2 separate regions of the Oryctolagus cuniculus genome follow, and region 2 is linked to region 1. A link is a contact called in public Hi-C data. All regions are on one chromosome and are shown on one strand. Each heading gives the region's core, a stretch centred on a gene start, on an enhancer-like site or on the middle of the called end of the contact. The rest is flanking DNA. Distances are from core to core; before and after follow the strand shown.

Region 1 (2,769 bases), core at 90-2,589:
TCAGGCGCAGCCTAGACCTGAACACCCACATTGTAGATAGGTCTGCAATGTCCACAAAATTACTGCACGGTCACTGCCTTCAACCTTGAGATCCTTTTGTTTATTCTTCACATTGTTGAGATCCCTAACCGTGGCTAAATGGGAATATGGCTCATTAATCTACCAGTTAATCACAGCTGCTTGGTAATTACCTAGAACAGGAAGGCATTCTGGGATGCTCTCTGGGAAGGATCCCAAGAAATGTGGGATAATGGCTGCCGGGAAATTGCACTGTTCCTGAGTAGATAAGAACCCTTCCCAAATAAATAGCACTGGATATCAGGTATGACTTGAAGAGCAACCAGATTGGCCCCCTCTCTCTCTGCTGGCCAAGGAATCTTGGAAAAGGTACCTTTTGTGTTCTATCTCCTCATCTGTACAATGGGTCCAAGGAATTAAAGTAGACTGTGTGGCACAGGAGTGCCCAGTGTTGCCATTTCTGTTACTATCACAGAGAGAAGGCATGGATACAGAGCAGGGAGAATTATCACAGAGTACAGTTGGGGCTGTGCTTGAGTGAACAGTGTTGAAGACTGGAAGATAGCGAGAGGCGTGAAAAGGAGGCGGGACGTGCGTTGAGCAGGGACATGTTCAATGGGGAAAGGAGAGGAAATGGCAGAATAGGAGCTGCGGGGTGTTAAGAACAAAGTTGGAACGCTGTCTTCTGGAGCCAGAAGCGGCCCACCCATTCTAGTGCAAAGGGTTCTGGGAAAGGTTGGGAGTAATGGTGGCGAGGCGTGTCACTATCAGCTGGATGGAGGCTTTGAATGCCCAGTGGGAGCGTTGCTCACCTTCTGTCTTGGCCTCTAGGCGGCCCTGTGACAGGCTGGACTCTACCGTATTGAGAATGCTCATCTGACTGCAGGGCACAGGAGAGGTTAAAAGAGAAATAAACATGATACCCCAACAACTTAGTCTCCTCTGGTGGCTGTGGCTGGCATGCATGGAAGCCAGGGGCCCTGGCTCCAACTCCTAGTTATCTTGAGTCCGCCATGTCCAACCTGTGCACTTGGTGTATCATCCTGAGCAGAGGAGTGATCTAGGGGGTCACCTCACCTCCAGGCTGCAGAGCAGAGAGACTTCCATTGTTCTTGGGGCACAAGGCAGAGCCATGGGCCTGGAGCAGGGGCAGAACTGCTCATGCTAAGAAGGACTGACAGGCTGGCCGATGGGGCAAAGGCACGGGACCCCAGGCTTAGACTGGTCAGGACTTCAATGACATGAATGCCTTATCTCCTGGACAGGAGTGGCTGGCCCTGTCCAAGAATAACCCAGGGCCACATTGGGGGGGGGGAGAGAGAGAGAGAGAGAGAGAGAGAGAGAGAGAAACAAGTGAGCTAGCCTTGGCAAACCCTGGAGGCAATGGGCTGTTGGGGGACTGAGTTTCGTAAGGGCTTGGCATGTTTGCTGAATGATTCTGGCTGTGTGCCTGGCTCTGAGTTTCCTGCTCCTAGCTCCCCAGATGTGTCACTGCTGCAGGAGTAAAACCCTAAAAGGCTCTGACACAGGCGTCGCCAGGAGTCCACTTTCCCTGGACCCTCTGACAAAATGTGAGCTGTCGCTCTCGTGGGGCATGGACCTGACCCGCGCTTCTTTGGAGAAAGAACAGGCCCTAGCTGTGCTGTCCAGGGCTGACCCCAGAACACGCTGCTGTGTTTCATAGCCAGCGTCCACACAGCAGCTTTGTTTGGGGGAGGGAATCTTGCCGGGATACCTTGTGCGTTAGCAGCTCCTGCAAGACCGGCGGGCCCCGGTGGTGAAGAGTGGAGACGGTAAGATAACTCATTGCCCTTCGGAGTTTTGTTTCTGTGTTTATTCCTCTAATGTGTGATGTTCTTACACACTGTAGGAGGGATCCATGGGATCGGTGAAGGTGATTTTGTGCTGTTAGCATGTGGCTTTGTAAATACCTTTAACCTTAAGACGTGTCCTAATAAGAACTCAGCTGTGTTTACCTGTGTTTATTCCATGGAAGATTAATCCGGAGACACAGAAGCCCTATATTTTATAAGTATGAACTACTTACAAGACATTCAGAGTTATGTGAGGTTTGCTAAGTAGTGAGTTTTGTTAAGGAAAGGGGATTGGAAACAAAATCTTCCCATCACGGGCTGTGGTGTTAGAATTGAGACTTACTTGATCACTTTCCAGTAAGCTTCACTGGGCCGGAGGAGCCTAATCTCCCTCCTTGTTTGACTGAAGGATTGTACGGTTATTAACAGTACATTACTTGCATTTAAAGCGATAGTACATTGCCTTGGTGAGAGTTGGACACGTTTCCTTCAAGAAGGGCTTAGAATGTCATCATAAAAGCATACACGTGGTTTTTCCATCAGCTTTGCAATTTTTTTTTAAAAGACTTATTTATTTTATTTGAAAGTTGTAGTTACATAGAGAGAAGGAGAGGCAGAGACAGAGGGAGAGGTCTTCCATTCACTGGTTCATTCCCCAACTGGCTGCAACGGCCAGAGTGGCACTGATCCAAAGCCAGGAGCTTCTTCTGGGTCTTCCCATGCAGATGCAGGGGCCCAAGGACCTGGGCCATCTTCTACTGCTTTCCCAGGCCACAGTAGAGAGCTGGACTGGAAGTGGAGCAGCCAGGACTTGAACTTGTGCCCATATGGGATGCCAGCACTGCAGGCAAAGGCTTCACCCACTACACCACAGCGCCGGCCCCAAGCCTTTGCAAAGGTTATACCAATAGTTACAGAGATTATCCTTGGTGTGCTT
Region 2 (2,700 bases), core at 78-2,577, 99 kb before region 1:
ATTAGACCCTGTCAAGGGGAAGCATTTGCACATGCAAAGAGAGATGATTCAACATTGCACAGTGTAGTTTTAAAATCACACTTTTGATACTCTGAATTAACCTGACCTTTTGCTTGACACATTTTTGTCCTTTTTGGAAGGCTTATCAAAAAGAAATTCTTTCTGTGTGCAATTTACTGGATACAAATTGTGTGTGGTTAGCTCTGCTCCCAAGCCCTTGTTGCGAAATACTTGGCCACAACCAAATGTCCCATGTCAGCTTACTCACACCATCTATTTACTTAAAGCTGATACTTTTTCCTTATAGATGGAGCAAAAATAGTCCTAGCGGGGCCCCTCAGTGATGTTTAGATATGGTGAAGTAGCTTCAGCTTCTTCTAACATCACAAATGGCCTCTCTCTCACCTAGAGCTGTTCTCCCCGTCCGTGAGCAGCCCTCTGATGTCCTTGAGCAGCCAGAGTGAGAACAGAGAACAGAGGTGCAGGGCTGGAGTCCTGGAAACCCCCTACTCTTCAGTATGCAAATAATTTATCAATGAGGGAGTCAAATTTCCCCAGGCTAGACATTTCTGTCTCCAAGGCTGGATCTTTGTTCATCAAGGGCCTTATTCGATGACATTTGCCATTATGCAGACCAAGCTGGCTCCTGTAGGTTCCCATTGTAACAAATGTCCCTATGACAGAGACCAGTATCTTCAATAATTCTCTGACCTTTGGAAGCAGACTTAGAAATTCTCCCAAATGAGTAATGAATACAGTGGCTCGAGCTCCTACCCTCGGGAAGTTGGAAATCACAATGGGCACTTCCAATCACACAGGACTAGCTGTCTATGTTGTAAAAGACAAGCTTGCCTTTGACAAACTGAAAGCAAGGGACTGCTTCTTCCCTCAGGGAATATTCCGAAAATAATGAGAACTACATCGAAGTGCCATTGATTTTCAATCCAGTCACCAGAGAAGATCTGAACACGGATTTTAAGTGTGTGGTCCGGAATACGTTGAGTGTTCAGACACTACACACCACAGTCAGAGAAGGTATGTATTTTGGGCACACTGAAGGGAGAAACAAAATGTTGAAAATTCTACAGATGCTAGATAAAGCTTCTTGTTCTCTAGACAGTAACTCTAGAAATTGTTCAGCTTTGTCCATCAGTGGGCAGCTGAAAGCAACATTCTCATTTTCATTTGTAAGTTTTTTTTTTTTTTTGGCTAGGGTAGAGCTGGACTTTGGCAAATCATACTCAAAAAATTTCAAGGCAATGTGAGTTTTGGAAACCAGATAAAACAGTTACGTAATAAACGTTTACATACTCTGTGTCCTCATGTGGTTCTGTCTTAGCTCACTGGGATTTTCTCCCCCTCACATGGCCTCTAGAAGAGGTGGATCGCTCTTAATCTTGAAGTTCAAAACTTCATCAGCAAGAGCTGAGGACTGGGACATACCCAGGGTTGAGGGCAACTTTAAGGTCAGCGTCTTTAGACAACAGGAAATAAGTACAAGGCAATAGCCCAAGTAACCCAGTGTCCATTTAGGGACATTTCTAAAAGATAAAATGAAAAACAGCCATTATCAGTTTTGTCCAAATTGATTTCTTCTTGATGTTTAATCTTGAACAGGAAAGGGAGGTGCCTGTATGCAGTTTCTGTTGACAGCCAGGCAGATAAAGCAGAGGAGCCAAAGGGATTCCCAGGGCAGGCTCACTGGGATCAAAGAACCAGAATTCGCCCCACACCTCCCACTTTGCTGGGGAGGTGGCTGCAGGCAAACTCGAAAGGCAATGGTTTGGCCAAGCCCGGAGTAGGGAATGACGCTTACGAGACACCACGACCTTGGTGTCAGGAACATACTTCCTGAATATCAATGCACATTTATCAGGACAAACAAACTCTAATTTTTTCATTTCTGTGAATCTACACTGGCGCGTCCTGTTTTACAGCCAGGGACTGTCCCGTGCTGACCTGCCTTTCTTCTCCCGACAGCCTCTTCCTCGTTCTCCTGGGAGATTGCACTGGCCCCCCTGACGCTGGTCTTCTTGGTGTTGGGGGGACTATGGATGCACAGGCGGTGCAAACGCAGAGCTGGAAAAGCATATGGTCTGACTATGCTGAAGACTGGCTGCCAAGAATTTCCAGCCTACCCAAGTACAATAAAGGAAATGATTTAATGCCAACAGGAACCATATCCTGTCTTATGGAAGTGCTGTGCCTTTCTGATGGCTCCTGCTTTTCCTCAGCTGTTTAACAGAGCCACTGTCAACGGTGGGTTTGAGTAGGCGGCTGAAGTCTTAGGTTCCATTATTTTTCTTGCAATCAACAGCAGGAGCAAACGTGCACGTGAGTCTGAGCCTGAGGAATTCTCTACCACTTGAGATCTCTTGAAAAGAATGAGATACCCTTGGGCCTGACTCCCCGTGGCAAACATCTGAAATGAGTTTTGAAACTCATTCACGCATTCAAATTTATTTTGGCTAGGCTCTAGGAGATGTTGTAGAAACGGAGAAGGGTAAGATGTAGTTTGCCTTTCAGGAAGACAGAATTTCATTTTGAGCCCGGAAAAGATGATTTAGAAATGCCAAAGTGTAAGAAGCAATGAGAGTTGCTGATTTTTTTTGAAATGGTGATCCGAAGGATAATAATTAATATAGAATGGATTGGGCAGTTAGCCTGATGGCTAAGAGGCTTGTTGAGATGCCGGGACTT

The links. A called contact is a pair of places that touch in the nucleus more often than the background predicts.
Region 2: a Hi-C map of an unstated tissue shows a contact between it and region 1, with 4 times the contacts expected there. The contact joins the enhancer-like site here to the promoter of IL1R1 in region 1. A contact is called at or near these places in 3 of 6 Hi-C or Micro-C datasets (liver, psoas muscle and an unstated tissue).

The regions. Positions count from the first base shown.
Region 1 is chr2:106,582,123-106,584,891 of mOryCun1.1, reverse strand. IL1R1 (interleukin 1 receptor type 1) reads left to right here and starts at 1,339. Exons shown (of 13, transcript XM_008253215.4): 1 at 1,339-1,811.
Region 2 is chr2:106,680,873-106,683,572 of mOryCun1.1, reverse strand. It overlaps IL1R2 (interleukin 1 receptor type 2), which reads left to right. Exons shown (of 9, transcript XM_008253249.4): 8 at 893-1,035; 9 at 1,981-2,700. The coding sequence ends at 2,165. Among named protein-coding and RNA genes, the nearest start is that of IL1R2, 34 kb to the left of the region's middle. Within about 2 kb of position 1,327, at least 2 of the 8 cell types and tissues checked have an H3K27ac peak or open chromatin away from gene starts, as enhancers often do.